Regions from separate parts of the Dromaius novaehollandiae genome. Here region 2 is linked to region 1. The links are chromatin contacts, called in public Hi-C maps. All regions are on one chromosome and are shown on one strand. The core of a region is the stretch at or near the end of the contact, and the rest is flanking DNA. Distances in the headings are between cores, read along the strand shown.

Region 1 (3,622 bases), core at 775-3,274:
AAGGGATTCCTATTTACAGTTCTTGGTTGCCAGACAGCCTTTCCTACTTGCTACATTCCCAGAAACACATTGTATCCCAAATGCCTCAAAAGGAAGCTTCATTTAGGTAAAAGGACCGGGGTGGGGGGGGGGGGGGAAAGAAAAAAGAAAAAATATAAAAAGGGTGGCCATAGACAGCTCCTACAGGTGAAGAAATGGGAAGGCAGAGAGAGGAAGCAAAACACTCAACAGATGTGGCTAGTGATAATGATTCTGCCTCCGGGACAGTTGCTCTTATTTCCTATATTCCCCTCTCCACTGCCAGTCTCTAGAAAGCTATAGTATTTTCAGTAATGTTTTTATCTTTCCATTTTCTCTTAGTCTGTCATATACTTAGAAAACATATTTCAAGCACTACTCTGCCATGGAGGGGAGACCTGTACTAAACATGCAGAAGGTGAGAAGAGCAGTGAGTTGGGTGCAGCTGTGTTCTTACCTTGCTGTCCTGAGAGGTAGTATTTAATCATACATCACACATCAATAGATGCATCTTTCTTGTTAACGACTTGTACTGGGAGACATCTCTCACGATGAAGCTGGACATGATGGTGCAGAACAGACATCCCTGAACCCAGCTCTCCAACACTGAACCTTCCCCATATCAGATTAAATTCATTTACTAACAAAATGTGCCCCAGAGCAGCTTACCAAAGGTGCACATTAGAATGAGTCTATTGAATTATTCTGAACTTCTCCATCCGTGGGCCAGATTCTGCTATTCTTACTCACTTTGAGTAAGCGGTTTACCCTCCATGTGGTTTTTTTAACCACAATTTATCTTACTGCTATAGGATTGCAAGTAGCACGAGGTAACCATCCATACAAGAGAAAGAAAATGAATCTGTTCCTTTCTTGTTGTATCTGATAGTAAACCCAAATCAGATATGCATATTACATTGAGCTATACTTTAGAATATGAATTTTCCCACTGAAACCTGTGTGTTGGCCCAAGAGGTGAGGTGAGGTGAGTGGGAATCAACGGAGAAAGGAGTGAATGCAGTGCCGTAACCAGACACAGTAAACATCTGCACCAGGACTGAGGAAAGGATGTCAGGATCTTGCTCCCTATACAGGATCAAATCTCCAGCATGGTCTTTGACCCCTCAGAAACACTAACAAAATTAAATATGATGGAGGGAGGCCACACTAGCCCATGGAGCCATTCTGTCCCCAGAAAGGAAGGACATGGAAATAACTCTCTGCCAGAGGGCAGGGAGACAAATTATCATCCCCGAGCACCCTTGTCTCACTGCTCTGGTTTGGGGTTGTATTCAGGCTGCCTGCTGGAGCCACTGCACAGGCTTTCCCCACCTGCTGCCTAGGGCGCCCAGACATGGTGGTGCTGGGCAGGAGCCAGCCTGAATCCCTGTGGGAGTGTGCGGGCCCTTGGTGGGGGATCTTGCCATGGGCAGTGCAGCCCCGGGGCAGGGATGTGGTGCCTGGTGCTGGGGATGACCCCTCACGGAGGGACAGATGGATGGACACAGTCCTCTGCATTACTAAATGGATGCCTGAGTCGCTTCTGTCTCTTCCTCCTGTTGGCACAGAAGCCCCGGGAAGATAAAACTGCACAAATTACTCCAGAATAAACAACTTTTTGTCTCCTCTTGACAGCATGAGACGCTTTCATTAGAAGGAGCCATCCATCTCCAGGCTGCCTCTTTCAGAGTACCAGGCAGCCACCTACACGAGGGAGGGTTCCCAGAGCAGCCCCCGCCAGCCTTCAAACCCCCTTTTATTCTCGGGTGCGAAACTTTGCAGGAGAAAGGGGAGGGGAGGGGGGGCCGCGGGCCAGAAGCTGCCAAGTAACTACATCAGTGGTGGCAGGGGGCCGCTTGGCACAGGAGAGAGCAGACAAAAGAAGGCGGAACTACGTGGCTTAAATTCAAAAGGAGAGCTCGGGGCTCCCTAAGGACAGCACCGGCCGGGGGCGGGGGGGAGCGGGCCGTGCGGGCCGGGGCCGCCCCGGGAGCTGCCCCGGACCCGGCCCTCCGGCACGGGGCGAGCGGCTGCGGCGGGGCGGGGGGCGCCCGGCGAGGGGCGCCGGCATGGAGCGGGACAAGTGCGCGAGGAGGGCAGCAGCGCGGCGCCCGCCGCCGCTCGCTCGGGGCTGCACCGGCTGAGGCGACCAGCCGGCCCGGCCCGGCCCGGCGATGCGGGGCATCCCCGGCTTGAAGAGGCTGCGGCTCAAAATCTGGAGGCGATGCACCCTCGTGTTCTTCCTCTGCTGGGCTGCCTGCTGGATGGTGGTGAGCGCCTTGCTTTTTCTCGTCCACAGGAGCGTCTTCTCCGAGCGCTGCACGGACGAGAAGAGCCGCCGGATCCTGGCGAGGCTGGTAGGTACCCCGGCACGGCGCGGCGCCGCCCGCAGCCTTCCCCGCGGCGCGGCAGCCGGCGGCGCCCTCCGCGTCCGCCCGCCGTGCCCCTCGCCCCGCCGCGGGAGGCCGCCCGCGGGGTAACGCGCAGCGAGCTTCGGCGGCGGCGAGGGGCGCCGGTATCCGCCTGCTGCCGCGCCGTCGGGGCGCTGCGGACCGGCTTCGCCCCGCTCGGGTTGGCGCCGCGCCGCGGGGCTGCCGCGGGGAGCGGCGGCGAGGGCGCGAGCGCCCGGCACTGCCCGCCGCACGGCCGTTGCGACCGTTACGGCCGTTACCGCGGTGGGCGGCCCAGGCGCCGCGCACGGCGGGGGCTCCCCCGCGGCGGGCTTTAAAGCCAGCGCTAAGCGCAGAAGCCACGCTGCCCTCTTCGCGGGGCGGGATGCAGAAAGCGGGCTGACTCTCGGGAGCAGCTCTGCCGAAAGCTGCTGCCCGAGGTCGGTGAAGCGCGCACCCGGCGTTGTGGGCAGACACGCTCCTGAACCGTATCGGAAAGGGTAGCTCGGCATTCTGCATGCGCCGAAATGGAAAGCCTCCCCCCCACCCCGCCCCGATTTTCTTCAGTCGAAAAGGTTTTTGTGCAAAAATCGTCGTTCAGAAATGCTGCCCGGCTTAGAGTGTGTCCTTGACGTCTGATAAGGGGCTGGCATTTAAAACGTGGTTATTCAAGATTCAGGAAGGGATTTGGGAATGTTCACTGAAATCTCCCTAAAAGTAAGGAAAAATGTTAAGAGGTTTAGAATTATCTAGTAAAGGCCAATTTCAATGCTTCGACAAGAGGAACAATGTGGGTTAACACTTTTGAGTTTCATTTTGTTGTTTAATTAAGATATTTTAAGTGGAAAGCAAAGGGGAGAATTCTAATGGACACTAAAAATCTGTTACAGTAGCAAGCGACTGCTGGCCATAAATTCCCCTAAATTCTGCATAATAAAGGAGGAGTAACTATAACCATCAGGCTTGACAGTATATTTTAAACAGCAGTGAAATTTGCGTTTTTTACCCCAATAGTTAGCTCTGAAGCTGAGTACCGCTGAGTTCAGGATTAGAGTAGGAAGAGTGAATCCGTGTGTTGCAAGGAGGAGCATAGAAATGTGGAACTGAAAGGAACCACCAAGATCAAGAAGTCCAGTCCCTTGCCATCACAAGGATCACAAGTAAATAGATGAAGACAGATATGTTGCTTCACTTCACTTTAGAAAGCATTAGAC
Region 2 (3,622 bases), core at 304-2,803, 51 kb after region 1:
GAAACTCAGCAACACAAAAATTAGGTTTATTTTAGTTTGCAGAAAAAAAAAGATCCAATCAAAATAGAGATTTAAGCAGGATTCTGCATACTACTAAGGACAAGATGCCTTTGTATTTAACATTACTTTTTTCTTTTCACAAAAAAGCAAAGCTTTATTTGCTAGTGTTCAGAGAAACCAAGAATCTTGGATTCTGTTACATTATTATCTTGTTCTGGAAGCCCCTCATTTACAGAAGTGATTCCTTTAGAGATAGTTGATAGGATGATCATAATCCATTATAACAGAAGAAGCTATTATAAACATGTAATATGATTTTAATAAAGAGAAAAAAACCCTTTCAAATTTGTAATGAGCATACCCAGAGTTTTCCTTCAGTAATCCACAACATCCTAAACAGAAGGCTTACTTCTTTTGGCTTTATTTAACTTTGAAGAGCCGCCTTCTTTCTGTAACAAGAAACAACAACAAAAAAAGAGTAAAGCAAACAAAGTAGTAACACTAAGCTAACAGCTCAACTAAGAAATTTTTTTTGAGTGAAATGCTTAGTTGAAAGGTATCAGAAATGGAAAATAAACACTTACATTAATCAATGTAAATACTTTTTAAAGTGGGATTATATGTGCAATGGGTACATAATTAAAACCAAAACTATTTTGAAAATACCCTTATAAGTACTGGCAGCCAAGACTTCCAGAAACATTGATCAATTTTGGTGTCCAAACTTGAGATAATGATGAAGGCTCAGTTTTCACAGAAGTGTTAACTAGTATCCCCATGACAAACAGCAGGATTCAGCACCATTATATTTTATTTTGGAAAGAGGAGGAGCTAGATGAAAGAGCATTCGTGAACCCATCCCTAGCCAGTCATTAGGCAAGTACTCCTATTCCTGAGACTCCAGCTGAGTCCAGCTTCTGCAGAGCCGTGCATCCATGGCACTTGGCTCCAGCGGTGGCAATGCCATGCTGGGAGCATGGCAGGGAGACGAGGAGGACTTGCTGCCTCCTGCCACTTCCCAACAGCAGCTCCCAGGGTTCAGGCTGGTACCGGTGGCACTCACAGCTTCTCCCCGAGAGGGAGAAGTGGCACAGGGTGCTTGTGACTCATGACTAGGGCAGGACAGTACCACTTCCCCAGCCCAGCCGTGCAACCAGCCCAGCTACAAGCTCCCTGCTGGCTCAGGCTGCCCAGGTTGTGGAGCTAGCTCCATGCTCACAAGCCCTAGCACGGCTGATGTTTGTCATTCCCAGTGGCAGGCAAGGGACTTTAGCACCTAACGCGTATTATAGTGGAACTCTTGTCTTTAGTAGTCAAACCCCAGAAGTTGGAATTTTTATACTTACAGGATTTTAATTGCTTTTTTTTTTCCTTTTTTGTAATACTGACTCGTGACTCTACCGCTGCAGCATCTACAATGCTGAGTCAGTAACTAGTGGCTCTGTCATAGCTCCATGAAAGGGCCCTTCCCAGATGTGGATGGATTGGGCCAGCTCAAAGGGACTGGGCCCGTCTTTCGCACATCAGCCCTTCTCTTCCCTGCTATGGCCTGACCTCTAGCGTATAAGTGTGTTCCTGTAGGAAGCCCTTGAGGCTGCTGTCCTGGCCCTTTCTGAACTGCACTGATAGCACAGACTGTACTTTTTATTACCATTAAAAATTACAGACTTGTCTGTTATTTGAGTTTAAAAACGTCAAAACAAAAAGATGACAAATGAAATTTAATGTTAAGAAATGCAAATCTAATCAAGGAATCTGAACTATGGCTACATATTCTTAAGTTCTTAATCAACACTTAATGACTAGGCTTGACAAGGTAACTTTATATATTGTAACATAGGACTAGGTAAAGGCACTATGCTGAACACAGGTAATGAGACCTCAAACGGTCATGTGGCTGCTTGAGATGGAACATAAAAGGCAAGGGAACCTGGGCGAAAAGGGAGTTAAGTGTGTGCAAGTTTTCTGCATTCTGGCTTATTTTATGGAGTTATCACACAGTATTTTCAGTTGGCTAGTGGCACAAATAATACATTCATATCTATGTAAGAAAATATAATTATACTGAGCTTTGGAGGCTTGGCACCTGCTCTTCACTAACCTGCCTAATTTTTAGATAGTAAAAGTATTAAGAATGTGGCTGTAAGGAGAAGGAGAGAGAAGATACTACTAAGTATTCAAGAACTGATATTTATAAATAGAAGTATAGCCCGCTGGTGGATAACAACAATATTTAAGAATCATGAAAAAAAAAATGGAAGAGGATTTTAGAAGTACATACTATTAGCGTGAGACCAGCATCTACAGGAGAAACTATGTAAAAATACGAACGGTATGAGGAGCCTATTTAATTGTTGCTGTTGACCCTTTCTAGCAATGTAATAGCAATTGAAATATATTAAATAATTAAGAGAATATACATTTTAAAAACTCGGAATGAATTACAATTAGCATTTTGGAACAATTATACACTTTAGACACTTATATAGCCAAAGAAAATGCCCAGGATACATTTACATTAGACAGGATAAAACTTTTCTGTAGAACCAGAAAATCCTCTTCAAAAACATATTTACATTAAGTAACACCATTAAACCTTTTCATTTCAGTACCATCTTTTGCAGAAAACAAATATTTTAAATATACATTTGAAATAATATTTAACATAACTGATGGATAATGCTAATTTTATTCAGAGCAGGGTCAATAAGATTTTGTTGCTTTCCCTGCTTTAACTGGAATATACTAAAATGACAAAACATGTATTTGCCTTTTTAGCTCTTAATTTAAATCTCTGTAGACCAGATGAAAGGCGGCAGTGGAGGTGGGATGGGGGAGGGGGTTGGGTTTGTGTGGTTTTTTTACCTGCCTTCTTCTGACACAATCTTTCTTTACAGATGCTTCCATGCTGCTGTCCTTCATTGAGTAAGTCAGTTTTGAGGTCAGTGCCAGATGATCATTCCCTGTAAAAATCTTAAAGTATAAAAGTTCATACCTTCATTAGGAAGAAATCCAGCATTTTTCTACTTGTTAAAATGACTGACTTTTTCATTAATACATTTTGTCTGTCAGATCTCATCAATGCAACCCATCAATACTTAACACCAATATGAATTATACAGATAATTTAATTGCTCCCCAAACCAAGCTTCATCTTGATATCCTTATTTATCCCTGTTAGAAATTGCTTCATGTCTTGTCATTCTAACAGCTAATCCATGTCTGTCATACAGTAATAATCTGATGCTTTTTATTTCTAGATGCTTTGGCATTTAAGAACTAAAACAGAATTGAAGAACTCTAATCATGGAATAGCAAAAGAAGCCCTCATAACACAAATTTGAAATTATCTACCAAATCACATTTTATAGGTGAAAACAGTGATAAGCGCGACACATTTAATTCAAGGACCCAATCTGTGGGATATCATTCACACAAAAATTGCACTGAAATCAGTTCAGCCATTTGCTGTATTGAAATACAGTCACAGAATCATAGAAAGTTTAGGTTGTAAGGGACCTCTGGAGGTCAGCTAGTCCTAACTTCTACTCAAAGCAAAGCTAACGGCAAAGTCAGATCAGATTGCTTTGGTCCTTGTCAAGTTTTGAAAATCTGCAAGGAT

What was found. A called contact is a pair of places that touch in the nucleus more often than the background predicts.
Region 2: a contact with region 1 is called in a Hi-C map of ovary, with 2.5 times the contacts expected there. The contact joins the enhancer-like site here to the promoter of DIPK1C in region 1. A contact is called at or near these places in 3 of 4 Hi-C or Micro-C datasets (brain, liver and ovary).

What each region holds. Positions count from the first base shown.
Region 1 is chr2:107,691,242-107,694,863 of bDroNov1.hap1, forward strand. It overlaps DIPK1C (divergent protein kinase domain 1C), which reads left to right and starts at 2,025. Exons shown (of 4, transcript XM_064507133.1): 1 at 2,025-2,375. The coding sequence starts at 2,193.
Region 2 is chr2:107,743,173-107,746,794 of bDroNov1.hap1, forward strand. C2H18orf63 (chromosome 2 C18orf63 homolog) reads right to left here. Exons shown (of 15, transcript XM_064507134.1): 13 at 2,866-2,973; 14 at 362-449. The coding sequence ends at 393. Among named protein-coding and RNA genes, the nearest start is that of C2H18orf63, 18 kb to the right of the region's middle. Within about 2 kb of position 1,554, at least 2 of the 2 cell types and tissues checked have open chromatin away from gene starts, as enhancers often do.